7 separate regions of the Mus musculus genome follow, and regions 1, 3, 4, 5, 6 and 7 are each linked to region 2. The links are chromatin contacts, called in public Hi-C, HiChIP or PLAC-seq, Micro-C and promoter capture Hi-C maps. All regions are on one chromosome and are shown on one strand. The core of a region is the stretch at or near the end of the contact, and the rest is flanking DNA. Distances in the headings are between cores, read along the strand shown.

Region 1 (3,930 bases), core at 648-3,147, 680 kb before region 2:
TCGGGGTGTCCTGCAGCTGGCAGCCCAAGGAGGCCTGGTGTGCCTTTAAAAGAAGAGCAGGTGGGGAGGAGGCCTCCAAACGGGAGTCAGGAGGGGACTGGGGGGTCAGAGTCAGAAATAGGAGAATGATCGGGTGGTTGGGGTTGATAAGAGGATCCGCTTCAGGTGTGAGCTGGGCTCAGCAGTGGATCTGGTGACATGTATTTTTGCCTGGCTGGTGTTCTAGGTGTAGAGGGTGGCAGCATAACTCCCTTGACGGTGCTGCTAGGACCAGAGGCCAACACTTGTCCTGCACCTTAGTTTCATTTACTTTCTCTGAAACAAAAATGGTGGTGTTGGGGGAGAGATCTGGTCAGTAAGTTTTTAAATTCTGGGATTTGGGACTCCTTCAGGCCAGAATGTGGGATACTGGTCCAGGTGTCCTGGTTTATTAGAGACCACACGTTGCCCTTTGTGCATAAGAGGAAGGCTGAAGTAGCCTTCAGCAGGCCAGCCCACCTGAAGTGAAGACCAATCAAGGGTACACAAAGTAGTTAATTTTCCCGTTGAGATCTGTTCTCCAGACTCGTGAGCTTTCCTCTGGAGACTCTTAAAATGAGAGTTCATCAGATTCAAGGGGTTTTCTGGGTAGAAGAATTTTGACCCATGATTTTAAATTTCTCAAGAACAATGAACAGCACAAGCAATCTACACAATACAAAAATAGGACAAAGTTCTCAAATCTGGTAGCCCCCCCACCCCCACAATCCTGACCTAACAGCGTCCTGGAGGCCCCACCGACTCAGAAACTGACACTGCATTTAGCTTTTCCACAAGTCCCTAGGATTATTAGCTACAGATAGAGAAACCTTACCTGAGGTATTCAATGCTTTCCCCCACCCCACAATCTAGGCATCCCCAGTTCCCAGCCTTTCTGATTGCTCTCTCAGCTCCCAGGTCACTAGGTACTGTCAGTATCCCAAGTTTCACCTTGTGCAGTTTAGTCATCTAGAACCTGGCAGAGGCCTCCCAAGCACTGGAATTGCCTGGGAGAGAAACACTTATAACAGAGCAACCCCGAATGCACATTACAGAGAGTTTCTAGAGACAAAGAACACAGAAAACTCACATCCTAGCTGGCAGTTGAAGGAGGAAGCAAGCAAGTGGTTAAACAGAAGCCAAGGACACGAAGTTAGCTGGGGTATTTCTACCCCTTGCTTTTAGAACATAGTTAGGTGCTTTCCCACGGAAGGGCTAGTAAAAGTGTGTGTGTTTCAGCTTAAAACAAGGATGGCTCCAGCTGAAATAAGATGAAGAAACCTTTGCCCTGTCACAAAAGGATAAACCCAAACTTCTCTAGTTAATCCCAAACCCAGCCTCCTCCCATGTTTTATTGTTGCTCTGATTGCAATCAGAAGCAGGAAGGAAGCGGGTAACCTGGGTATGGAAAAGCAGGGGGAAGCCCAACACAGTTAAGTAAGCCTTGGTTTCTCGGGTCCACAATGGCTTGGAGTTTAGAGGTCGAATCAGCCTTTCCAGCCAAGAGGAGGATCCGGCTCGGGGTTGCTGCACTAAGAGCGCTAGCAAACTTCCATCCTAGGCTGGGGCTCAGCTGAAGTTAGCTCTAAAACCTGTTCTTCCATCCCCGTGTGGGGGACACCTCCAGGCGGGACCCGTGAGGTCCCCACGCATCTTCTCCATCAGAACACCAGGCAACCCTCAACATTCCCGAGCAGGGTCCGGCACCCAAGGTCCAAGCTCTCGGCGGAAGAAGCCAAGGCACCAGCTTCCTGTGGCCTGTCTCTCACACTAGCCCCGCTTCCGATTGGTCGAAGCCTCGGGCCGGCCCTCCCTCCGGCCCCGCCCTCCCCGCGGATGGACAGGCCGAGGAGGCGGGGCTGCAGCGGCTCCGCCCCTCGGCCCCGGGCGGGCGGGCCCGCCCAGCTGTCAGTTACGGGGGCGGCCCGGCAGGCGGGCGCTCGCTGGCTCCCTCCTCGCTGGCTCGTGCTCGTGAGCCTCTCGCCGCCTGTGGGGAAGTCGGGGCCGCCAAAGCCGCGTCCACCGCCGCCTCTTCCCCGCCCTCCTCCCTCCCGGCTCGGCTGCCGGCCCCTCGCGCCCTCCAGTCGTGAGTAACCCGCATAAGGGCGCGGAGAGTCCCCGCGGCGGCGGCGGCGGTGACGGCGGCGGCGGCGGCCGGCCAAACCATGTTTCGAAGGATCTTGCAGAGGGTAAGAGTGAAACCGTCCTTCCGGCAGCACGTGAGCGCGAGCGTCCGAGCCCGGCCGCGGGGCAGCCCGGGCTGGAGGGCGGGGGCGCTCAGAGCTCCGCTAGGCCCGGTGACAGCGTGCGCCGAGGCCTGCTGGTCCTGCCGGAGCCGGGCTGCGGGTGGGGCGGGGCGCAGGCCGGAGCCCGGAGGGCCTCCAGCCTCGGCTCCCGCGCTCGGGGCTGTCACCACGGGCTGGAGGGTGTGGTGCCCGCGCGCGCCCCTCCCCGCTCCCCGCTCCCGGCTCCGCGCCCGTGGGTGCTCGGCTGCGGGCGGCTGCGGGGCCCTTCCCTGCCCCAGCGTGCCACCACCTTCCCACGACACGCACCTGCCTGTCTGCCTCCTTACTCATCTATCTGCACGGTACAGGAGGGTCATGGGAGACCCGGCCTAGTCCTGGGACTTGAAGACGCTGAACTGCCAAAGTCGGTGGAGAAGGAAGATATTACTCACTGTTGGAAAGTTTCTTTTAAGAATTACAAGTGCATTTTCCTCTCCAAGACCCAGAACCTCATTTTAGTTATCCAGGACTAAATGGCTCAAACGGCAGATACACTCCAGTTTAGTTTCCACCAGGGCTATCTCAATGTAAAATCTGGGAAATCTTGAGGGTAAAAAGGTAAGAGCGTTGGAAAGCCGTAGATGTTTTGTTTAGGTACCAGTTCCTAGAATAACATAATTAAAATCGCTTCTAATAAGAGTTGCCTACTCAAGTGTTTTGGATAGCTTCCATTCGCTCCCTTCTGCAGCTGGTTAATGTAAAGAGATGTTACCTAGAGAGTAGGAGAATTAGTTCAAAGGACAAGAACTTACTGAATGTGTAGCATTTAGTTAAGAAATGTGCCAAGGAGGGTTGAGTCAGCCAGTACACAGGAAGGGAAGATTCTGTTTAGACAGCTTCTGTGAAACATTGAAGTCATCTGGTCATACATCAGAGGAAACATAGTTAACGTCTGCTCTGGCCCTCTGTGGGGACATTGGATTTTTTTTTTTTTCCTTTTGCAATCGTTTTTGGTAGTTTTTTTGAAACTTTGATAGAGCTGAACCTTGGTAGCAAGCAAGGGCATACCCTTTACTCTCCCCATCAGCTGCTTTGTTCAACAGCAAAGGCTTCTGTGCATGATTGATGGCTTGATTTGCTTAAGAGAACTGATTACCTTAACCTCAGGTTACACACGCACACGTGAGTGCACCCCCTCCCCCCCCATACAGTTACCCAAGAGAAAAGGAGTTTGTGGTTTGCTTTTAAGTTTATCAACAATGTTTTCTGATTTGGGAGTTGCTTCTGGTGGCAACAGTTTGGCTTTCAAAAAACATGGGTTTTTCAGTTCTGAAGACCTGGGATTGTATGACGATCATTCTTCGTATTGTTGTTTGTTTATCTGATCTAGAAGTTTCTGTCAAAATGGAAACATGGTATTTACTGTGGTTATTGCTGAAATATATTATTGAATCATCATATTTGAATACATCAGATTGACAAATGGGCTTCCCAGCCTTGGAACTAGAGATACTTGTGAGTAAGTCGTTCTATCGTAGGGGTGGCTTTGTGCATTTGTCAGTAGCTAAAGTCATCCATCCCTTCTATTGAGTAAATGATAAGCTACATTCCTTCTAATATTGTACCTGCTTCAGGCAAGCAAAACTATCTCCAGACCAAATGTTCTCTAGGGGCTAAATTGCCCCTA
Region 2 (3,997 bases), core at 863-3,362:
TTTGTTTTGACAGAGATCTTATGATTTTTAACGCATGGCTGCTTTCAGGGTCTCACCTACACTCAGACTTGCCAAAGCTATTCGGTGAGGATGACCTTGAATTCTTCCTCTTGCTTTACTCCCTTGGTGACAGGAATTACAGGCATGTGCCTGCTGGGGAATCTGACCCAGGCTTCCCGAATTATAGGTAAACACTCTACCGACTGAGGTATAGCCCAAGGTCCCCTGCCTCTGGATAAAATTACAGGCAAACTTCCCTTCACTTCTTGAACTGACTGCTTTGTTTTGAGACAAAGACTCAACTATGCATCTTTCGCTGGCCTTGAACTCACAGAGATCTGTCTGCATCTCCTCTGGAGTTCTGGGAGTATGTGTTAATTATGCCCGGTCCTTGAGCTAATCTTAAAGTTTTCAGATGAGGGCCTGATGATGTCTGGGAAGGCAGTGAAGTTTGTGGAGAGAATCAGGAATTGGGAGATGTCCCGGTTCAAACTTCAGTATTTTGTTAGCTTTGTTCGTTATTTTTGCTTTGTAGAGGAGTCTGTTTATACTCTGAGTCACTGGGATGGGATTCACAGTCACAGGCAAAGGAGACAGTTTTATTCTCTTCCTAATCCAGACTGGAAAGGACAGAACGCGTGGGGAGGCGGGTGGGAGAGAGAGATGCAGACCTCTTGATAGCCTATGGTTCAAGGACTCACTTTTGGTTCTTTATCTTCCGGGATGGTAAGATGAGCCTCCAGTCAAAACCCTGCGTCTGTTTTCAGAAAGTCCTATCTGACAATTCACACACACACACACACACACACGCACACGCACACGCACACGCACACGCACACACACACATGCACAAAGATGTTATTTTTTGATTCAGTTTATTATAAAAAAAAACTTGATACTTTCTGAAGTGCTTTCTAACATTATCTTTAGATAATATGTGGGTACTTAAGTATTGTATATTAATGATAAATGATGTATAGGTCACCTTTTCAAATTAATTTCAGAACCAATTATCCTCTTGTTTCTCCTCTAGCTCCATACACACACACACACACACACACACACACACACACACACACACATATATATATTTTAAAGTGGTGTGTATTGCATCTGATGACCAACTAAACTCTAAATATTTATTTCCATCTGGTAGAGTTCAACTTCTGCCTCTTGTTTGCTTTCTTCTTCCTGCCTGGACTTCATTGTTTTCTCTCCCTTCTCCTACTTTAAGAGAGTTGGGTTAACCCTATTTTGGGTCTAATAGTTTTAGCAGGCTCATGCTTTCCTTTTTTTCTAGGCTGTTTACAACCGTCTTTGCCAGTAAATATGGGTGTCTATGCTTAACACTCTCGACAAGCTTAAAGTTTTATCTTATGTGTCAACAGCAGCACAACTCTAAAGTTCTGACATCACTTGAACTAGAAAAACGAATTTGTTGTGCCTTTCTAAAATACATATGCAGATTTTTATGAGTTTCAAGGCTCATCTTCTCCCCCCCCCCAGCCCCCCGGGGTTCTGCAAACCCTAGGGGCAATGGCTTGGATTAAGCCGCAGGATAGCTCCAGGGAGCGAGTCCTTCCTTCCATTCCCTAGCGGAGCCTTAGTCTCCGCCACCGCACGCTCCTCCCGCCAGGGCTGCCAGCCAAGCCGGCTGGAACTGGGCTCAGATGTAAACATGGGGTACGCAAAGGACTGGGGCTGCGGAGACCGAACCTCAGTCCTGAGGTTCCAGCCACACCGCAGTAAGTGAGGAACCCGGAGCCCGCTCGGGGACTGGAGGGTCCCCGCTGGCCCGAACCGGGGGCGGAGCTAGCTCGGGGGCGGAGCTTTCACACGCGCCTCCTTGGCTTCTTTCTCCGCCCTCCACCGCTCCGGAGTCTCAGGCTGCCACTCGGGGGGTTTATTTGTTTACAAGCAGATTACGTCAGCTCCTCCCTCTCATCCCGGCCTCTGGGCACGCCCCCTGGCGGCCTTTCTCCCGCCCCCTCCAGCCCCGAATCTGCCTGCGTCACAATGGTGCGATCTCCGGATTGGCTGGCGTCCGCCCTCACGCCCCGGGTACGCCACTTCCTTTCCGCAGCCCTATAAAATGAGCTGCACGGCGGCGGCAGCTCTTCGCCCCTCGGAGCTGGAAATGCAACTCTCGGGATCCTCGGAGGCTACCGAGCTGGAGGCGGAGGCGGCTGGGGAGGTCCGAGCGATGTGACCAGGCCGCCATCGCTCGTCTCTCTCTGTCTCTCCTGCCGCCTCCTGGCTTGAAAATAACTTTTTTACTCTAAAGGAAAGAAAAAAAATCCCCTAGAACCAGTAGCCGTCCGCGCCTCGCGCCCTCGCTTCCTCTCGGCCGTCGGGTCTGGGCGAGAGCCCGGGGTGGCCGCTTCGCCGTCGGGGCCGAGCCCCGGCCGCCCCGGGCCACCCCCGGCCGCCGCCCCCATGCATCCCTTCTACACCCGGGCCGCCACCATGATAGGCGAGATCGCCGCCGCGGTGTCCTTCATCTCCAAGTTCCTCCGCACCAAGGGGCTCACGAGCGAGCGACAGCTGCAGACTTTCAGCCAGAGCCTGCAGGAGCTGCTGGCAGGTGAGCGGGGCGCGGGGACCGTCGCGGGTCGCCACTAACGGGCGCGTCCCGGTCGTGGCTGGGGGAGGGGGGGGGAGCTGGGCGGCGGGGCGCCGCGACACGCACAACAAAGGATCCGAAGCGGGGCGACGCGGAGCTGCGCCCCGACGGCTACCGGCCGGTCGCGGGGGACAAAAGACCCAGGGCCCGGAGTCCCGTCGGTCTCCTCTGCCGGGTCGCCGCGACCGTTGCGAGAGTCTGCGGCTGAGCCCCTGGGTGGCTTGTCGCCTCTGTGTTTCGGAGCCGGCCCGGGACGGACGTGCCAGGTCTCCGCACCTCCTGTGCCTCTTGCCCATTAATCATCGGATTTGTCACCGGTACAATTACAACCCAACCCAGATCTTGGTTTAAGGTTTCTTGGGTTTTCTTCCCTTTGGGGTTAACTGGCCATAGTGGCGTTGTCTTGCCCCCACCCCCCACCAGTTCCATAAAGTCTATTGTATGGGACCCCGTTGGGGTGGAGAAAGTAAACAGGTTCCCGCCCGCTTGCCTGTGCCATCCAGCTAGTTGGCCATCCAGGGCTGCGCGCGGGATTCCTGTTTTGGCGGCTCAACCGGTCAGTACCCGGACAGTGTTTGCCACAGTGTCTTTGCTTTCTCTATTCTGTCTCACGACAGCGAATTCGGTCCCGGACATTTGTGAAAGTTGGTGGTTTTCATTTTCGCTTCGCTAAGAAGCTAGCAGCAGGAGGAGGAAAGTACGCTACGGTACGGCTGCGTTGACTACCGTCCTGAGCATTGTTTCTCTGTTCTTTTCTTCCACAGAACATTACAAACATCACTGGTTCCCAGAAAAGCCGTGCAAGGGATCAGGTTACCGTTGTATTCGCATCAACCATAAGATGGATCCTCTGATTGGACAGGCAGCCCAGCGGATTGGACTGAGCAGTCAGGAGTTGTTCAGGCTTCTCCCAAGTGAACTCACACTCTGGGTTGACCCCTACGAAGTGTCCTACCGGATTGGAGAGGATGGCTCCATCTGCGTGCTGTACGAAGCCTCACCAGCAGGAGGTAGCACTCAAAACAGCACCAACGTGCAAATGGTAGACAGCAGAATCAGCTGTAAGGAGGAACTTCTCTTGGGCAGAACAAGCCCTTCCAAAAACTACAATATGATGACTGTATCAGGTTAAGATATAGTCTATTGGATGGATCATCTTATAATGGATGGATGAATTTGATTTTTTTTGCTTTGGGTGGGCTCCTCTTGGGGATGGATTATGGAATTTAAACCATGTCACAGCTGTGAAGATCTGGCACAAGATAGAGTGGTAATAATTTTTTTATTTCTTTCTTTTTTTTTTTTTTTAATTTAGTGACAGTGCCATAGTTTGGACAGTACCTTTCAGTGATTTAAATAGCCTGTGAGTCCAAG
Region 3 (3,678 bases), core at 540-3,039, 950 kb after region 2:
ATCTCATGTCATATATACATTGTATAAATATGTATTCACATATTTTTAAAACTTGAATTCCATATATGCAATGAATGTAAGGCATTTATACTAGTGTGAACTTTCCAGGTGAATAAGGTCATGATTATTGACTTGTACCCCTCTCAGGTCTCACTATTAACATTTGAAACACTGGATATGTACTCTGATTTTTGTTTCATTTACATTGTTATGTTGAGATGGGGGTCTCATGAATCCCAGGCAGGATTCAATACACTATGTAGTTGAGGATGAACTTAAATTCCTGCTCTTCCCGTCCCTACCCTTCAAGCACTGGAATTACCTACCTCTGTGTGTTATCACATCTAGTTTATCTGATGCTGGAGATTGAACCCATTTCTTTATTAATGCTACGCTGTACCAACTGAGCTGTGTCTCAAGCTATCTTTAAAGGAAAATAACTAAAATGTAGAACCTATACTGAAACAGCTTGCTCTAAGAGTTTTATAGAATAGGGAACAAAACACCCATGGAAGGAGTTACAGAGGCAAAGTTTGGAGCTAAGATGAAAGACTGGACCATCCAGAGACTGCCCCACTCGGGGATCCATCCCATAATCAGCCACCAAATGCAGACACTATAGCCTATGCCAGCAAAATTTTGTTGAAAGGACCCTGATATAGCTGTCTCTTGTGAGGCTATGCCAGTGTCTGGCAAATACAGAAGTGGATGCTCACAGTCATCTATTGGATGGAATACAGGACCCACAATGGAGGAGCTAGAGAAAGTACCCAAGCAGCTGAAGGGGTCTGAACCCTCTAGGAGGAACAGCAATATGAACTAACCAGTACCCAGAGCTCATGTCTCTAGCTGCATATGTAGCAGAAGATGGCCTAGTCGGCCATCACTGGGAAGAGAGGCCCCTTGGTCTTGCAAACTTTATATGCCCCAGTATAGGGGAACATCAGGGCTAAGAAGTGGGAGTGGGTGGGTAGGGGAGCAGGGCTGGGGGAGGATATAGGGAACTTTTGATATAGCATTTGAAATGTAATTTAAAAATATCTAATTAAAAAATAGAAAGTGAATATTTTAAAATAAAAATATACCCTATAAATATATATAATCTTCTCAAGTAATTAAAGCAATAAGGGCTTGAATAAATTACTCATTTGCTACATTACATACCAGAAAGTGAGTTAGAACACTCTATCAAGCCAGGCCTTTGGACAGACCACAACTTTGGGTGCCTTCCACCTTGGAAAAAAAGTCAGAATAGTCTGGTAACAGAATGAAAAAGATTAGTGACTTGTGATATTTTTAGGATATATTTATGTTATCTTTGTTCTGCTTTTTTTGGCTTTAAAGTATAGAATATAATCTTCAAGTAGGGTTTTGAGTGAGTTCCTGAGGAAATCCACAAATGAAAAACAGGTCAGACCTTGGCTGAGTGGTTCCAGATCTGAAGAACATGAGAAAGAGTTTCCTCAACATGACAAGCTAAAGAAGACATTCACCCTATCAGTTGTCTCAACGTGTATATGAAGCGCTGCTCACAGTACAGAAATGAATGCATCCTTAGGACAAAGAGCAAGCTAACCCAAGTGAATCAAATAAGTAATCCAAGAGGGGTGGCCAAAAAAAAAAAAAAAAAAAAAAAAAGACTCAGTTCCTTTGCGTGTGCTCATTTGCATTTTCCTGAGATTCTTTGCTCTGTTTGTGATTTATGAGGTCTTTACAGGAGCACAAGACTTGGCTGAGCAGATCACAGTTCACCGCCACCACACATGCAGAAGTTCAGAAGTTTGCAGCAGAAACCCTCTCACACCGAACTGCCTCATTTGTAGCAAGCTCGATTCTTAGGGGTTTAATCCAGTAAAGTACTTCTCTCTCTGTCTCTCTCTCTTCCCCCAACCCCGATTCCAGAGTGGAAGGGTCTGTTTTGTCCACCTGCACTTCGTTAGAGAGAAGCTTGCTCAGAGGCAACACCACAAGAGCCCACAGTGACATAACTTCATCCAGAGGCTGGCGTGATTGGGCTGGTCCCCCCCCCCCACCCCCCACGCTCCTCAGCTCTTGTATCACTGAGACTCTGGCAGCCAGTCCCACCCTGACAGAGTTCACAGCATATGTTAGTGGATTCTTGTTCACAGTGTGCCTGTTTAAGAAATTAACGGAAACAGTGTCAAGAGAGTAAGGTAAGTGCTTTTTTTTTTTTTTTTTTTCTTACTATACCCCAGGGGATGCTGAGTCTTGGGGACAGTGTTTAATTTTAACAGGAACAGGAAAAAAAAAGATCTAGAGGAATTTTGCCAATTTGCTATTCAATGACAGTTTTGAACATTTATTTTCACATTTTACCTATTATACTTTCCATCACTATTGGATTAATTTCACTCTGTATGCCAGACTGATTGGCAAGGGAAATTTAAAACGTTCCAAGGTTGCAATGAAAAAAAAAAAAAAAGTTAGACACTCAAAAACGTACAGAAATTAAAATGTTATCTATGCTAATTAGCTACATATTGTTATAATGTTGAAATCTAGTATTGAGACAGAAAAAGGCCACTACCACCAGCAGCAGTCAAGGGGTTTTGCAATAAAATATGTTGTTACAGGTCGCAATAAACATTCTGGGTTATAAAATGTTAGCAGGAGGACTCAGTTACTTGTGTGGATCACTTCTCCGTGTTTTGCTCATTTTAAAGATCTGTGGTTTTGGATATACACCTTAAGGTACATGTTTTTAAAAGTTTCTGGGAAACAATTTACATTTTTGCAGAAAAGCATTTCTTTCATGACCAGAGGTATTTAAAAAAGTAGGGGCCGAATGTATGACTTACCCTCACAGAGGAGGCATTGTATGTTCACAAGGTTGCTTTGATTTCAGACTGTTAAGTTTTACTTTGCCAAAACTGTGGAATAAATTTTTGTTAGTATGCATATTCCATTTAAAAAGTCAAAACTTAAATGAATCAACAGATTCATTTATGTGATTATGTACTGTTACTGTGTTCCTAGTGCTAGGCAGGGCAAATCCTAACTATTCAATTAAAAATTCCCATCAGAATCATGGGCAAGGGCATAATTTATTAGCATTGTGACTGTATCTGAGGTTAGAATTTCAAGTGTATCTTTCATAAAATCTTTTTCAATGTTTCTTTTCCTGAAGTCTGTCATGATTCTAAGCTAAAGCAAAGCATATATATTTAAAATGCATGGTCTCCCAACTTCTACTTCCTCCAAATTACCTGATGCAAATGCTTGTCTCATATTATTTGCATGAAATATCATGCAATGCAGGGTGTAATTGAATGTGGATTCTCTTCATGTTGTTTCACTCACAGGAACATGGGCTTTCTTACAATGCATTCTGTGATTCCCAACTCTTAAGTTCTAGCCTTCTTTTATGCAAATGGCTAGCTTTTCTCTGAATTTCGAATCATTGTTGAATCTCATCTTAGAAATATGTTATGTGAAAATAACTACCAGGAAATTTTTTGAACTTACACTCTCAGCACACATTTCATGAAGCCAACATCACTATTATTTTATTTTTGTTTTGTCTTTTATTCCCTGCCTTCTCCTGCCTCCACTTTCTGAAGGCACTAAAATCTGCATTAGCAAATCATGTTACCTTACAGTTGGCACAAAGAAGATGAACTCATGATTTAAAATGGAGAAGGACTTAGCTTTTAAAGT
Region 4 (3,919 bases), core at 949-3,448, 650 kb after region 2:
CCCCCACCTCTGCTTGGCATTTCACTATTTAGAAAAGCTTAATGCCATCTGAAAACTGAGACACTAGATTTAAAGATGTTGAGAAAATGCAAATTATAATTGATCGTCAATTATTTATAGTGTAACTCATCTCTTAACTATCCCATATCTATTTGTATAAAAGTTTTGAGAACCTGAAGCAATTTAATTCTAAATTAAACAAACAAATAGGGCATAGTATGGGGCTGGAGAAAGGGCTCAACCATTGAGAATGCTTGCTGATACTGCCTGAGATGCAAGTTTGAATCCCAGCACCCGCATCAGGCATCACACAGCTACTGGTGACTTCAGCTATAGGATTTATTGCCTTCTTCTGGCCTCTGAGAGGATGTGCACACTTGTGTGCATAGTCCTGCTCACACAGGTGTGCACGCACACACACACACACACACACACACACACACACACTTTAAAACTAGGATGGATCTTTTTAAAGTCCTACTATAGAGCAACAAAATTTTATAAATTTGTTTATAAAATACTTTAGCAAGTTTTAGTACTTTCAAATCTTTTTATAATGAAAACATCATTTACTGAAGACAGTATAAGCTTAGCATGCCAGCGTGAATTCAGTGTCCTAATGTTACTCTAGGATTATGAGTTTCAGTTTTCGAATGAAGAAATTTTGAGTCTTGTTTGTTACCAAAGTAACAAACTAGTAAGAGAGGAAGCAATTTCCCAAACCCTACACCTGAGCACTTGTCAGTTAATGTTAGCATGACCATAAGTGCAACTTCTAAAATAAGTTCTTTTTAAACAATAGCAATGCACGCACACAAAACAATCAAATCCATGAAATAGTGTAGTGCAGACAAATAGGAGGGTATTACAGTGTCTGTGTGCAAGCATGCATGGATATGAGATATAAAACAACAAAAACCAGGGCCAGCACTGAGCTAAAAACCATTTTCATTATTGACACATGCTCTTAAATTCAAATATCGTTTCAGAGATGGTAAGAACGATTTTATGTTAAATTTGTGCACAAAAATAAATTAGCCTGGCAGCAAAAGTCAATGTGCTAGTGGTCTAGAATGTATTAAGATTTAGTAGGCAGAATATTTGAATATGTTTTAATAGCTATTACTGTTAAAATATTGAGCTGAAATCAAATGTCAGTGGACCTCCCCAAACCATTAAGAATTAAGCCTTCATAAAAACTGGTCTTCAAAATTACCTCTGAGAATGTGATATCTACAATTTAAATTCCTGTTTTCAAGTATGTAATTCTTTAAGAATCTATGAAAGCTACATATGCTCACATCTGTAAGGGCATCTTTTTTCCTCCAAGGGCTAGAAAAGTCAGAACACACACACACACACACACACGGCATATCACTCAAATGCAGAGAGAGACACAAAGAGATAAAGAAGCAGAGACAAAAATAACAAATGCAAACAGGGACTACATAGCATATCTCATTTCCAGTATATACGTACTCTAAATGTATTTGATCTGTGTGTATATTTTAAACCCCAAAATGGCAGAGATATATAGAAAATTTCTCAGAAGACCACTTGATGACTTCAAAGTAAGAATATTTTGTTAACACACGGACTTTAAGGGGTTTGCAGCCCCATAGGAAGAACAACAATATCAACCAACCAGTACCCCCAGAATTCCCAGGGACTAAAACACCAACCGAAGAGTACACATGGAGGGATCAATGGCACCAGCCACATATGTAGCAGAGGATTGCTTTGTCAGTTATCAATGGGAGGAGAGGCCCTTGGTCCTGTGAAGGCTCAATGCCCCAGTGTAGCGGAATGCCAGGACCAGGATGCAGGAGTGGGTGAGTTGGTGAGCAGGGGACGGAGTTGGAGATAGGGGGTTTTCAGAGGGGAAAGCAGGAAAGGGGTAACATTTGAAATATACATAAAGAAAATATCTAATAATATTTTGTTACATAACTTATATAGGGTTAATGTTCAGAGAGCTACACAGAAATCACATAGTGAATTTAGGGTTGGAGTTTAAGATTATAGTCTATTTAATGTTATCAAAGTTTGTTAAACTTTTTTCCCTCAAAGGCATTTTCATCTCTGAAAGAATGTTCATTTAGAGATGTTAATTTCAGTACCACACACACACACACACACACACACACACACACACTCACACATTGCTTATTTTAAGAGATTCAGGCAATTTTGTTTGCTTGTTTTCATCGTCCCATGACCGAATAAGAAGACACAACTCAGTGTTTGCACCACGCTCACACTAAGAACCCACATTTGCAGGTCATAGGTCAGGTAAGCCAAAATATGAAAAAGAACACAACCCCTTTCCCATTTCTTTAAATGAAGCGTCTGTGCAAGCTGAGGGGTTTCGTTGTCATCTGTGAATACTGGTGTATTATTCTGGCCAGAATTAGTGCACTGTTTATTATTCATTATGTGTCTGGGCAGGATGAGCAGAGGGCCTGAACATACTGGGCACATAAGGAACTGATTTAACTCCAGACCCAGCTAAGAACGAAGGAGGGGCTTGGCTATGTGCCAGATACGAAAATGACAGGCAGCGTTTCATTTTGCATTTGTGCTGCTTAGTCTAACCCTTAAATCTTCCCTTTGAAATGATGGCTCTCTACTTGTTCCTCTATCCCATGCATGCTCCCCAATGGGCTCTTTGTATTGTATGTAGAAGAGAAAGAACACACACATACGCACAAGTCATGGATGGAAAACCACTGCTTTGAAAAACACAGACAGCCCCAACTACAAACATATGGGGAGACTTATTTTAAAATAACTTTAGGAGGCTTTTTTTTTCTTTTAAAAATATTTTATTTTTGTTTCCTTTCTATTTTAATCAATAGATGATTTCCATAGCATATATTGTTTTTAGGACACTTTACTGCTTTAGGTCTCCATGCAACCCTTCCAATGGCCTTAGCCTTTTAGCTGTCACTCTATGTATTCCCTCCAGTGTCCTCAATTCACTCACACTTCCCATTTGATCCTTCTGCTTTGTGTTCCCCAACCCACCGTCTATCCATAATGATCTATTCTATTCCCCTTCCTAGAGAGCTCCATTCTTACCTCTAATCCCTTACACTATAGCTGACTTCGGTGATTATATAGACTGTGGCCTGGTTATCCAAAACCAGCTAACATCCATGCATAAGCGAATACATACCATATTTGTCTTTGGGCTCTAGAATACATCATGTAGGATCATACGATCGTAGGATTTTTGTTTTCTTGTTCCATGCATGTTCTGGCAAATTTCGTGATTGCACTTTCTAATGGCTGAATGATATGCCATGGTACAAATGTACTACATTTCCTTTACTCATTCTTCTGTTGGGAAGCAGCTAAGATATTTTCCAATTTCTGGCTTCTATAAGTAGACAGAAATGAATATTGTTGGGCAAGTTCCTCTGTCATAGGGTATGGAGCGCTGTGGGTATGTGGCTGAGAGTGGCCTAGCTAGATCTTGAGGTAGACATATTCCCAGTGTGCTGATGAATCACTACACTGATTTCTACAGTGGTTGTATAAGTTTGCATTCCCATCAGCAGTGGGTGTTTTCTCCCCTTACCACACATCATCCTCTTCATCAACATGATATCCATCTATCTATCTATCTATCTATCTATCTATCTATCTAGAGAGGGAGGGAGGGAGAGCACAATATACTTGAAGCCTTTGTGAGTGGAATAAGAGAGTACAAATAAGAAAGAAAGGAGTGAAGAAGTCAACGAATCTTTATTTACAGATGATAATTGTATAAGTAAATGTCTCTAAAAACTCCACCAGGAAACTTCAAAAGCTCATAAACACTTTTATTGGATTTATTTATTTATTTATTTATTTATTTATTGGATATTTTCTTCATTTACATTTCAGATGCTATCCCGAAAGTCCCCTATTCCCT
Region 5 (4,058 bases), core at 6-2,505, 860 kb after region 2:
CGATTAAGAAAGACAATGACTATAGTAACTGTGTTAGAGGGACTATGTGTGTTTTCTGGGAGTGAGGCAATGAGCAAGGAGTTATCGCATGTCAGAAGAAACTTATAAATACAAGCAACATTCAGAGGAGAAAGTCAATTAGTGCCAGAAGAAAGGGCATGTTCCTTACACCAATGTCAGCGAACACTTGGACTCAACAGAATCACTCAGCATGCTTCGACTCTGCAAGAATGGAGTGTGTGGAGGGAGAGGTTAAAAGACAGGCAGTTAGACTTGGGAAAGAAGTCAAAATAAGTCTAGCTACATCCTCCCCCTCCCTCAGATTCCCTCTCAAGAATTTAATTCCTTCCAGCTCCATAAAAATAAAAAAATATTTCCTGTCAAAGCATGCACTTAGGTGGGTAAAGGAAGGATAGGGGGAATCTCCTCCTTTTTCATAGATGGTGGCTTCAAGTCCCCACCTGATCAGAGCCTGGAGGCCTGAGCAGAAAAATGCGAGTCAGAACCTGGGAAGGCAAACAGAGCAACCCACAGCATCCAGAGATGGAATTATAAAATCTCCAAAAACTTTCTTCACTGCCTGAATAAACATGTTACTCAATTTGCACTTTCTTCTCCTCCCCCTGCCTATTTACTGAAATTTAAAAAGAGCCACAGAAAGTCCTAATTACATAAGGGACCCATCTATAAAAATTATTATTTTTTTCTTTACTTACAAACTAAATCTTATTGTAATCAGTGTCTAGTTTCTATGTGTTTTATTCAACAACAGCAGCAAAGAATAGACAGTAAGGAAGTTTTTGAAGCCGTAGGTAATGAAAATAATAAACAACATATTTTCCAGATTAAATTCTGGCTTTGTCCCAGAACACCATAGAAATGCATTCAAAATGCACAGAGAACTCCAGAGCACTTGAACTTCAGAGCCCAGGAGTAATTCTATGGAAGTCTAATTAGTCTTCTCTGCAGACCACATTTAAAAAAGCTTTAGGATTAATGCCATTCCATTTTCCAGACCCACACATCTCCAAAGCAAGGGGGAAAAAAGTCATTTCAGAAGGATAATAAATACTACTTACAAACAAGACTGGAAAGGGTGGAGACTGGAATGGGGTTGGGGGTGGGGAGACAAATTCTTCAGTTACAATCTTTTAGAAAAAAAAAAAAAAGACAAATTTCAAATCAAGTTGCTCCACTAGACTACAAAAGCAGTTTGGAATGCTGGGCGGATGCAAAGGGATAAAGCAAATGTGGAGGGGGAGGGAGAAGGGGGCCGATAAAGTTTCTGGCTACAATACAAGAGACGTATCATTACCATATGATCTAATGTGGGTGTCAGCTGGATGCGCTCACGCAGTGAAACCTTAGTTCTTAACTGTGCTATGGAGTAGAAGCAGGAGGTTTTCAACCCAGTGACAGTCACAGGGCAGCACCACCCCCTCCTCCTTCTTTCCACACCTGCAAACCCTTTTGCCTGGGCTGCATAGTTAGTGTTAATTACATCGCAGCTTTGAGGGCTCCTGTGGCAAATACCCGGATTAAAAGGTATGGCTTTCAATAATTGTCCTGAACTCTGCTACAGGCTAATAAAGCTTCTGTCAAGTGGAGGGCAGAAGAAAATATCTGGTGAGAAAAAGGAACGAGAAGGAAGCTGTGCTAAACTTTTAGTAATCTTTAGACAACGTTAGAAATGAATTGCTTGAAAACAGAAGTTAAGTACTCGGTAAAACAAACAAACAAAAAGGCAAAACTGTTTGAATGCATTGGTTTTGTGCTCTTGCTTCTGTTCTTGCAAATATGCTTATTAAAAACTTGTAACCTAACACCATGACTTGTCTATATTGGTAGTTTTGTGTTTGTACTGATGAAATGCTTTGCTCTTTATAAACTGTCAGCAGAAAAGCATTCGTAACTAGCATATTGCTTGTGCCTAAATTAGGTATTTAAGGGTTTCTTCTCGTGCTGTGTTCTTGCATACTTCACAATCTTTAAAACATCAGCAAGACAAGTCTCTGGCTGTAGAAATATAATGCCTACTTCTGCAACACCAGAAATGAATAGGAATTATTACCAGAAAGGTGAAAAGGAACACAGGAAATATTTATGATGTTAAAGATCTGAGATAATACAGCTGCAGAGCTCTTTGGTTATAAATGTTTCTGTCAATATTTTCGATGCAAATTAACCTTTCTTATGAGGTGCATTCACTATGAGGTGAGGGTGGGGGTTGATTCTCATTTTAACTTAAAGCAGAGTAAGCAGAGGACCACTGGTTACGTGTGCCCCAGTGTGTGACTCCAGTGATCTCTGTGCCTGTGGCTTTTTCTTCCTGCAGCTGCTTATTTTAGCAGACCTCTCCAAAAGAAACATAGGTTTTATTGTAGTTCTTGTTTGTGGACAAATGTATTTTTATTGCTTGTATTTTAATTATTCCTATTGTTACTGAAGTTTTAAATTCACCTTAAAATGAGGGATTTACAGATTCACTTCATACATACGTGTTAAGTTTTAACTCTGAAACACCTAACAACAGTATAAGTATGTTTATACAAAAGTTAACCTGGATGAAATAGCTAAGTAAATAAAGAAAGATTGTTTTGGGGCCAGACAGATTACTTTTGGTGAGACATTTCGGAACTTAAACAACTCTTTTTAGTGGAAAAATGGCTTTACAAATATTTGAGAGGAACAGTTTCTACAAGATATAGTGTTGCTTCAGTCACAACCTGTTCGTTTGTAAATTGTTTTTTGTTGTTCTAGTTGCCATTTATAACAAAAGGAAAAAAAAACAAACAAACAAAAAAACAAAACAAACAAACAAAAAAAAAAACACTGAAGAAATGTTGAGGACCAGTGACTCTTAAGATTTCTCTTAAGTTAATTGCTCTAAACACGCTGGATCTTTGAGTAGTATAAAAAATATTTTAAAAGAAATTTCATGGGAGAACTGGAAGAAAATTTATAAGCATTTTTTTAGGATAACAGAGTTCAAAAACATGCATATATGCATGCACACTTGCACATATACACACATACACACATGAGAGAGAAAGAGAGAGAGAGAGGGTATTAATGAAGTGGTATGCAGTCTGGCTGTATCAGGCTTTAGTCTAAAGGAAGATTGAGCAGAGAATTTGTCCTATTTTAACAAGGTAAACACATATAAAGAAAGATGGTGTTCCTCAGAGCCTGGGCTCAACATTTCCTTTTTAGGGTTGATAGGGAAGTCACCAGGCATGTCTGCTTTGGAGCGTAGATGACAAAGAGACATCTCCAGAAATGCTCCTTATTCTTATTAAATCTGAGATTACGTTGTTTCATTTCTTTTCTTCTCCTAAAATTACAAGGCATTAAATATGCAAGTCCAGCAAACTTGTGGTAAACCATAAACATTCTATTTTAATGTGAAGCAGTCTTCTCCTTTACTGCAATCCAAATAAACATCCCTAAACAATAACCTCCCTTTAAGAGCAGCTGAGTGGGATTGGGTTACTAGAGGACACTTGCCCTTGAACTTGGGGAGGTTGGATGAATCACAATCTTTATGATTTTTTTTTAAATTGAGAAATCACAATTATGTATGGAGTATTCTGTTTTAGACATACTGCAGTATTAGATGTAAATTAAAAATGAATGTGTGGAGTTTTTTTTTTTTTTAACTTGTGTGTGTGTGTATTTCCTAGTGTTTTTGGAAAAAGCTTCAAGGCTATACATTCTGTGTATTGTTATATGGAAACATAGTAGCGAGTAAATCCAACATATTTGCAGAGATGCAGCTCTTCTTGAGATCACGAGTCTGAAAGTGATGCCTTCAATGGTTGAGGATGACTTCTAAGAGCTGAAGAGGGATCTTAAGCCATGTCCGTTCAAAAAATAGGTGGCTTGATCTCTTTTGATTGTTCATTTTGAGTTATCTTTAATTAATATCCAAATAACTAGAAATTTGCTGTGAATATACAATTTGGGCTCTAAGACATCAGACTTGTTTGGTTTCTTGGAGCCAGCAGAATGCACTGTGTTATTAATAAACTGATGGTAGCTGAGTCACTTGTGTTCAA
Region 6 (3,767 bases), core at 821-3,320, 670 kb after region 2:
ACCAAGTACCTTACTTTGTAAGTTCTCCCATCCTCCTAATCCCACCCCCACAATCTGATTCTGAAAACAGTTCTCAAAACTGTTGCTTTCACTACATATAACAATACCTTTTAAAAAAGCATGAGTTAGCTCTTGCAATGATCTCTGTATGCCCTGACCTTACATTATATCTCTATTTCCTTCTCTATATATTTCTGCTGCATAGGGACACTCCACGTGCTCTCAAATTTTCATACATACTTTATTCTTTATATAGAATGCTGCATTTCTGTTTTATTTAAGGAAAATATCTTCTAGTTTTCTATGACCATAACACATGGTCCTTTTACTAAGAAACCTTGCCCCAGTCATGAGACGGATTGGCCCTTTTCAGATCACTGTTGCCTCATGATACAAACTATCTATCATAAAGTACCTTTCAGCTTCTATTTCAGGAGCCTTTCTTTCTCTTTCTTTCTTTCTTTCTTTCTTTCTTTCTTTCTTTCTTTCTTTCTTTCTTTCTTTCTTTCTTTCTTTTTTTAGGTATTTATTTCATTTACATTTCTAATGCTATCCCAAAAGTCCCCCACACCCTCCTCCACCCACTCCCCCACCCACCTACTCCCACTTCTTGGCCCTGGCGTTCCCCTGTAATGAGGCATATAAAGTTTGCATGACCAATGGGCCTCTCTTTCCACTGATGGCCGACTAGGCCATCTTTTGATACATATGCAGCTAGAGACACAAGCTCCGGGGGGGGGGGGGGTACTGGTTAGTTCATATTGTTGTTCCACCTATAGGGTTGCAGATCCCTTTAGCTCCTTGGTTACTTTCTCTAGCTCCTCCATTGTGGGCCCTGTGATCCATCCAATAGCTGACTGTGAGCATCCCCTTCTGTGTTTGCTAGGCCCTGGCATAGTCTCACAAGAGACAGCTATATCTGGGTCCTTTCAAGAAAATGCCTCTGTATTTTAGAATTTCTGGTGTTAACAAAGGAATTAAGGAACAAATGGAAGTCTAGTTGACTTGATTTGTTTAAAGACTGAGATTATGAAAATTTTGTTTGCATTATTTGATGATAATATTCATAGCCATCCAAGTAGGTCACTTAATCTACCTAAATAAGGGTGCTAATTTTTTATTGCTTAGATTATTAATGAAAATGTAGATAAAATGTAATAATAGATGATAATCTAACCAGGAATTATCATTGTATCAGAAGTATGTACAGACAGAGACCGGGTGATCATTCAGTGATTAGAAGCAAGCACTGGCTGTTTTCATTAAGGACTCAAGGTTCAGTTCCTAGCACCCACATGGTCACTCATAACACCCTGTATCTCCAGTTCCAGGAAATTTAATGCCTTCCTCTGACTCCCATGGTCTTCTATACAAAAGCAGTACACAGATATTCAACAGGGTTCACATACATGCACACAAACAATCTTAAACAATGTGTCTTATATCAATCAATCTTAAACAATAAGTTTACAGACATAGCTCACTTTCCATCTCCTTCATTCCTTCCTTCCTCCCCTCCCTCCCTCCCTCCTTCTTTCCTTCCCTCCCTTCCTCTTTCCTTCCTGACTTCTCTCCTTACTTTGTTCTTTCCTCCTCTTTTGCTGTCACCCAAATACTTCCTTCTTCTCCTCTGTATTCATCTTCTTCCCTATCTGTCTCTGTCTCCTTCCTTGAACCCTCCTTCCTTTTGTGACAGGATCCACTTATGAAGTCCAGACTAACCTCAAGCTGACTCTGAAATACAATGACTGGCAAGTGGTTAACCCTATGTCTTTTCGAATGTAACAATGCAACTTATCTCAAATTCAAGATTTGGGAAAAAATTACTTGAGAGATAAATGAAAATCTCCATGCCCTTAAAAATAGCCGAATGTGGGCCACTCCTAGAGCTGTTTGTTTTTAAATGATATACAGTGAAAACACAATTATTAAGAATGAGAAACCCAGCTGTGATTTGGGTCTATCAAATTTCGGGAAGTTGCTTTTTTTTCACTATTTATAGTCTATGGAAGCTAAAGTCTACTTTTGTAAGAAAATTTCCTTCAATTTGAAAGTCAGTGTTTATTTTAAAAGGGGAAGAATCCATATGGTTTTGACTCCCCCACACTTGACTCATCCAAATGCAGTTTTGTAAGAGCTGTTTGAAGTAGAAAGCTTTTTGAAAAATTTTTTATGAGCTTTTTTGTCTCTTTTCCTCCTCAGAAAAGGAAGTGATGCTTTGCCAAGTATAAACAAAGTTAATCACTAAACAATTTTATGTCCTAAAATAATGAAACTGGAGTGCGTGTTGAATTTGACAGAAGTAACTCTTTCATCCTCAATGAAATTGTTGCCCAAACTTGTTCAGAGACAGCTTTCTCGGAAGGACCACTCCTGGCAAAAGCAATGCCACTCCACAGGCTTCCAGGGAAACACAGGACAGTAGCTGCATCTTTTGTTTCCCGCCCAGAGTATACTTACTGCATTTGGGGGCAGGGGACACACAGAAGTCACAGAAGAAGGTTATTAAATGTTATGACTGGGCCAAATAATTAGCTCTCAGGAACATAAGTGATGAAGCCATGCTACATGGGTACCTTTCAGGACTGTGACCTGACCAGTAAGTCCTGGACAGTTAGAACATGTTCCTATGCATGTTTTCATAATGAAATCTAGAATCATGGTCAGGACACTGAGGCCTGCTGGCTGAGAGCAGCTATTAGCTGCTTTCATAAATAAAGTTTTATAGACATAAGCAAACCCATTCATGTCCATATTGCACATGCCTGGTTTTGTTTTACAAGGATAGCCACCATCTGAAAGGCAAAACATAAGCTATTTTTAGTATAAGCCTTTTTATTAATTCTTTGAGAATGGTCATAGAATATACTTTAACAATATTCACCACCAACTCCTCTTCTTAACTCTACCCAGATCCACCCCCAACGTCATGTTTTTGTGCCCCCCCCCAAAAAAAAACTACCCATTAGCTCCAATTTGTGCTGTCCATGAAATTCCAGGGATAGGGACATCCACTGGAGTGTGGTCACCCTACTAGGGTTTATACTTTGTTTCCTTAAGTGATCTTTCCCCCAAAAGAACCATCAATTGTCCATATATCCTCAGTTATCACTGGGGTTCATGAAACCCCTCCTACTCCATGCTGACTGGTTTGATCTTGTGAAGGTCTCATGCAGACAACCATGGCTTCTGTGAGCTCATGAATACAGTGGTCCAGTTATATCCAGAAGATACTGCTTCTCAAGGTGCCTCTCTGACCTCTGGTTCTTAAAGCCTTTCAATACCTTCTTCCTTGGTTGTCTCTGAGGCTGGGGCAGCAGATATGAGCACAGGTGAGCATTCCAAGGACATTTCTTCTGTTGACTCTGACTACTAGTGATAAGCCAAAATTATTACTGTGTCCTTTCCACAAAACAAGGTCATGTGACTCCTAGTAAGGTTCATACAGAGCACATATGTAACACTGATCTGCTAAACTTTTACTGTGGTTCAAATGGTGATTTTTTTTAAAAAATAAAATGCTGTTTTATTTTTCATTACCAAACAAAGCCTAGAAGAGGACACTTATACACAGCCAGCCACACACCCCAGCACCCTGAAACAGGATATTATTGTTTTTTTATATGTGACATAGGTATCAATGAAGAATAAAGCAGCAATGGGGCACGTTGCTGTAATTCCAGAAGTTAGAGACCCAGAGCATGAAGGCTGCCAGAAACATAAAGGCAGGTTGGGCACATAGTGAGGTCCAGGCAGCCTGGGCAGGA
Region 7 (4,041 bases), core at 590-3,089, 740 kb before region 2:
AGAAAGTTTAAACAGTTCTGCAGATCAGCTGTGCGAATGAGGTCCCAGTGAGCATGTGCAAGATGAGAGTCTGGCTACAGGATATCGCACAGCTGAGGACCATGAAAGGATTGTTGGCAGCACAGAGATCTCTCAGTCCTTTCTCAATACAGCCAAGTGCAGTGTACAAAAAGCAAGCAAGCAAACAAACAAACAAACAAACACTATATGCATTCTACAAACAGAATGTCCTACCTCAGTTCAGGGAAACAGATGTTTGCCATAGACCAGTAGAGCCTCAGGAGGGCGGGAAAATGCTGAGCAAAAGGATCCAGCCTAGAACTGACTCTGCTCTGAAGGGCTCTGTGGACGACCAGAATGTTCCTTCCTAAAATATGAAGGATTGTTGCACTGAAGATGCTAAAGAAAGATGCCAGACAGAAAGATGCTGTCTCACCTCCCTCTGTCCAAAAGCAAGACACAGAATTTTAGAAATAAAATCTGCCGTGCCTCCTATCCCTCCAGCATATATGCATTACCAAAGAGAACAAAGCTTAATGACCGGAGACACTGTGAAGTACCGTGTGCTAGCTCATGTCTGCAATCCCAGCATCTGCCAAATCTTCTCCAGAATACACATGGGGCCAGCCTGAGCTGCACGGGACCCTGTCTCAAAAACAAATGAACAGAATGAAGAAGAAGAAAAATACAGTTTGGAGAGGAATATGACCTTTATCTGACAGTTGTTTGCTTTCCCCTGTAACTTCTCATAGACACACAAAATCCTTTTCCTCTGAATCATTAAGTCTATTACAATGCACTTGTTTGTTGTTAAGGATGCTGAATAAACTGGAATTCAAAGTCATCTCTCTGAAAACAACTCATTCCATAGGTGTCCTCCGTGTATACATGAAGCAGACATGCAGGCAACACGCCTATAGCTCCAGAAACCGAGACAGGAGGATGGGTGTGGGTTCAAGGCTAGCCTGGGTTACCCAGTGAGAGTTGGTTCCAGACTAGCCAGTACTACATAGTCAGACCGTATCCCTGAAAGAAAAGAACAATAATCAATAGCTTCGGTCTGATCTCTTATTCTCTGAACTCTAAAAACACAAATCACAACAGCAGTGGTTTGAATATGCGCCTAGTTTTCATGTGTCAGAAACGTAGTGGTTTGAATGAGAATGGCCCACAGAGACTCATATATTTGAATGTTTAGTCCCCAGTTGGTGGAACTGTTTAGGAAGGATGGGTAGATGTAGCCTTATTGAAAGAAGTGTGTCACTGTGGTTGGGCTTGGGGTTTCAAACACCTACTGACATTCCCAATGCATTCTCTGCCTCCTACTTGTGGATTGAGAGACGTGAGCTTCAGCTGCCGCTCCAGCCACTTGCTGCCGTGCCTTTGCTTGTCCATCATAACTCTAACCCTCTAATTAAACTCTTTTTTTAATTTTTTTAAAAAATAAATTGCCAAGATAAATAAATAAATTAGCTAGCCTTGGCCTTGGTGTTTTGTCATAGCAACAGAAAAGTAACTAAGACAGTCGATGTACTTGGACATTTGATTCCCTGTAGTTATTGCTTGGGAGGAACCTTAAGGAGGTAGAGTGTTGCTAGAGGAAGTAGATCACTGGGGGCAAGCTTTGAGGTTTTCTAACCTGACGCCACTTCCTGTTCTTTCTGTTTCCTGAAATGTGATCTCTCTGGCTTTCTGATTTCTGGTTCCTGCGGTTCCTACTCCGGTGCCAGCCCCACCAAGGCGGCTTTCTGATTTCTGGTTCCTGCGGTTCCTACTCCGGTGCCAGCCCCACCAAGGCGGCTTGTACCCACTTAAGCAAAACCTTCCCTCCTCTAAGCTCAGGAACAGAAAGAAACCGATACAGTGCGTGGTGCAGCGGTGTGGAGCAGTGGGGATAACACACCCACTAACTGAGATCAGAAGATAGCGCAACTTACTCAAGGCTGAGGTAAATCAGCAGCTAACAGTGGCGAGGAGGATACAAAGCAAGGATAAAGATTCCTCAGTGTAGAGGGTCAAATTCCCCTGGACTGAACTGAAAGTAATCCTCCTGCCCCACCCCTCTGACTGCTGTGATTACTGGAGTGTGCGTCTGCACCCAGTTACTTTTTTTTTTTTTTTTTTTTTTTTAAGTTCCTGATACTTGGCATGCCTAAAGAGATCCACCCAACAGAACTGAACTAGACAAATCCAGACAAAGTAAGGGTAGTCTCACAGTTTAGCTCGCAGTTTTTAACTAATGACTCTGGACTTGTCCCTCTAACCTGCATCATTTCCTGAACCTCGATTTCATTTCCTGTGACCTGCTAGGCACCTTTAGTCAAATGTCCTACTGATACTCAAAACTCAGTACTGCTGCTTGGAAACACATCTGCCAGCGTTTCACCAGAAAGGCAAGGCAAGAAAGAGCACATACCTGCAGTCCTGGGCTGGGGAGACAGAGGTCTGAAAAATCACGGGCTTGAGACCAGCCTGGGCTCTATCAAGACGGTCATATGTATATGTAAATCTAGATGTATATGTATATCGTATATGTGTATCCTATATATATATATATATACTTGATCTCACGTCTAACCTTTACTAAACAGACTATATAAAAGCCTCTGTTTCCATGGTTATAAAATGTTGAGTGCTGTACATAACAGAAATACTGGAAGCTGGGCATGGTGGCGCATGCCTTTAATCTGAGCACTTGGGAGGCAGAGGCAGGTGGATTTCTGAGTTCGAGGCCAGCCTGGTCTACAGAATGAGTTCCAGGACAGCCAGGGCTACACAGAGAAACCCTGTCTCGAAAAAACAAACAAAGTACTAGGAAAATACTAGGAAAAGTAAGAAATGCAGTAGTATTGAATGCACAGCGTAGTATCCTTTTTTTTACAGTCCTTGCTTCGTGTTATTACCAAAAATGTAACATTTTTTTCTCATACCTTCCTTTTTCCTCCTCCCTTTTCCTTCCTTTCTTTCTGTCTGTCTTTTGCAATAGTATCATGAGGTCCAGGCTAGCCTCGACCTCCCTATATAGTTGAGGATGACCCTGAATTTCTGATTCCTTCCGCACCTCCTCCATGCTGGGATTTGAGCTGGACACCATGGCCCTCGGCAGCTCTTCTTTCTTGATCCTCAAATTCAACCAGTTGCTCAGTTGTGAGGGTCAAGACCCCACGCCCCCACCCACCCACCCCTGCATGCAGCATCCCCTGCCCTCAACTGCTTCTCCCTCTTGGTCCTGCCACAAAACAGAGGACAGTGGCTGATTATGACCTCCAGGTGCAAATACCTTGACTGCCACAAAGATAGTCTGTTCCCTGTCTCTCTCAGTTCCTCTCTCTTCCATTCCTGAGTTCTGAGAGCTCAGGATTCCTTCGGGTGGAACCATCTGGGTCCTATATCGTTCCAACCATTCCCCAGACAACACTGCAGTGATGTTACCGCGCTCGTTGACATGGGAGTCAGGTTCACTTTCCTGCAAGACTCCTTCCTTTGCAGCCCTGACATGCACATTTAATTTGTTGCCCCATTTAACACAATCCTCTGCTTTAACCCCAAAATACACAAAAGAGCACATTTCCTGCAGGGGACGGGGAACCAGTCAGCTAAACTGCTTTTGCTTTCCTAACCCCAAGGCGGTATGTCCATTGTTAGCTTCCGTTCGATTGTTTACGGAGGGGCTGAGGGTGTAAGAGGCTGAGAATATGTCTGTCCTAGTTCTGGGCTCTCCGTAGCTAGAATCCCTGTGATTTGCTTTCCCACAACTGTGCTGTTTGGGGGCATGCTCACAGATCAGCAACTGTGCGCTTTTGCCTCCTCTGCATTCAAAGCTCAATATCCACTGCAAGCAATTTCCCCAGCGGAGGGGGGTGGGGGGTGGGGGAGAAGCAATGAGCAGCTGGGTGGACGTTTTAGAGGTGATTTCATTTACCTTTATTTTAGACACAACTCTTCTTGGGCTATTTAAAATAAATAAAAATGTACGCTGTTTGAGTGGATCTTAATCGGCAACAGTCTTCAAAGATATTTCAGCCGTCTGAATGAGGGATG

What was found. Promoter capture Hi-C pulls out the DNA fragments that hold promoters and counts their contacts. Hi-C and Micro-C count contacts between places; a contact is called where the count stands out from the background. HiChIP or PLAC-seq counts read pairs in DNA pulled down with a chosen protein or histone mark.
Region 1: a Micro-C map of embryonic stem cells shows a contact between it and region 2, with 4 times the contacts expected there. The contact joins the promoter of Eea1 here to the promoter of Btg1 in region 2. A contact is called at or near these places in 4 of 39 promoter capture datasets (the C10 cell line, liver, pre-B cells and 1 more), 8 of 484 Hi-C or Micro-C datasets (the G1E-ER4 cell line, LSK cells, embryonic stem cells and 3 more), 4 of 115 datasets of contacts at active chromatin or transcription factors (effector CD8 T cells, large pre-B cells, memory CD8 T cells and 1 more) and 1 of 9 other capture datasets (liver).
Region 3: a promoter capture Hi-C map of second pharyngeal arch cranial neural crest shows a contact between it and region 2. The contact joins the promoter of Lum here to the promoter of Btg1 in region 2. A contact is called at or near these places in 2 of 39 promoter capture datasets (3T3-L1-derived adipocytes and second pharyngeal arch cranial neural crest) and 1 of 115 datasets of contacts at active chromatin or transcription factors (the NIH/3T3 cell line).
Region 4: a promoter capture Hi-C map of second pharyngeal arch cranial neural crest shows a contact between it and region 2, with 4 times the contacts expected there. The contact joins the enhancer-like site here to the promoter of Btg1 in region 2. A contact is called at or near these places in 10 of 39 promoter capture datasets (the 3T3-L1 cell line, cranial neural crest, frontonasal cranial neural crest and 5 more), 1 of 15 datasets of contacts at CTCF or cohesin (the NIH/3T3 cell line) and 13 of 115 datasets of contacts at active chromatin or transcription factors (the NIH/3T3 cell line, the SCID.adh cell line, differentiating embryonic stem cells and 10 more).
Region 5: a contact with region 2 is called in a Hi-C map of uterus, with 2.1 times the contacts expected there. The contact joins the promoter of Dcn here to the promoter of Btg1 in region 2. A contact is called at or near these places in 1 of 39 promoter capture datasets (hippocampal neurons) and 2 of 484 Hi-C or Micro-C datasets (both in uterus).
Region 6: a contact with region 2 is called in a Hi-C map of bone marrow-derived macrophages, with 13 read pairs. The contact joins the enhancer-like site here to the promoter of Btg1 in region 2. A contact is called at or near these places in 5 of 39 promoter capture datasets (the 3T3-L1 cell line, cranial neural crest, liver and 2 more), 1 of 15 datasets of contacts at CTCF or cohesin (the NIH/3T3 cell line), 3 of 484 Hi-C or Micro-C datasets (bone marrow-derived macrophages, cortical neurons and embryonic fibroblasts), 13 of 115 datasets of contacts at active chromatin or transcription factors (the SCID.adh cell line, acute myeloid leukemia, a colorectal cancer cell line and 10 more) and 1 of 9 other capture datasets (embryonic stem cells).
Region 7: a contact with region 2 is called in an H3K27ac HiChIP or PLAC-seq map of microglia, with 8 times the contacts expected there. The contact joins the enhancer-like site here to the promoter of Btg1 in region 2. A contact is called at or near these places in 4 of 115 datasets of contacts at active chromatin or transcription factors (embryonic stem cells, large pre-B cells, memory CD8 T cells and 1 more).

What each region holds. Positions count from the first base shown.
Region 1 is chr10:95,938,766-95,942,695 of GRCm38.p6, forward strand. It overlaps Eea1 (early endosome antigen 1), which reads left to right and starts at 1,898. Exons shown (of 29, transcript NM_001001932.3): 1 at 1,898-2,207. The coding sequence starts at 2,184.
Region 2 is chr10:96,614,889-96,618,885 of GRCm38.p6, forward strand. Btg1 (BTG anti-proliferation factor 1) reads left to right here and starts at 2,113. Exons shown (of 2, transcript NM_007569.2): 1 at 2,113-2,584; 2 at 3,388-3,997. The coding sequence starts at 2,437. The coding sequence ends at 3,755.
Region 3 is chr10:97,563,712-97,567,389 of GRCm38.p6, forward strand. It overlaps Lum (lumican), which reads left to right and starts at 1,790. Exons shown (of 3, transcript NM_008524.2): 1 at 1,790-2,174.
Region 4 is chr10:97,263,668-97,267,586 of GRCm38.p6, forward strand. No RefSeq gene overlaps it. Among named protein-coding and RNA genes, the nearest start is that of Gm34044, 30 kb to the left of the region's middle. Within about 2 kb of position 2,199, at least 13 of the 459 cell types and tissues checked have an H3K27ac peak or open chromatin away from gene starts, as enhancers often do. A contact at or near this core is called in embryonic limb bud, neural tube and second pharyngeal arch cranial neural crest, where this site is marked.
Region 5 is chr10:97,478,245-97,482,302 of GRCm38.p6, forward strand. Dcn (decorin) reads left to right here and starts at 1,256. Exons shown (of 8, transcript NM_001190451.2): 1 at 1,256-1,545.
Region 6 is chr10:97,280,916-97,284,682 of GRCm38.p6, forward strand. No RefSeq gene overlaps it. Among named protein-coding and RNA genes, the nearest start is that of Gm34044, 47 kb to the left of the region's middle. Within about 2 kb of position 2,071, at least 11 of the 459 cell types and tissues checked have an H3K27ac peak or open chromatin away from gene starts, as enhancers often do. A contact at or near this core is called in the NIH/3T3 cell line and bone marrow-derived macrophages, where this site is marked.
Region 7 is chr10:95,878,487-95,882,527 of GRCm38.p6, forward strand. The region is part of intron 3 of Gm33377 (a long non-coding RNA gene); the gene reads left to right. Among named protein-coding and RNA genes, the nearest start is that of Gm24433, 18 kb to the right of the region's middle. Within about 2 kb of position 1,840, at least 88 of the 459 cell types and tissues checked have an H3K27ac peak or open chromatin away from gene starts, as enhancers often do. A contact at or near this core is called in embryonic stem cells, memory CD8 T cells and microglia, where this site is marked.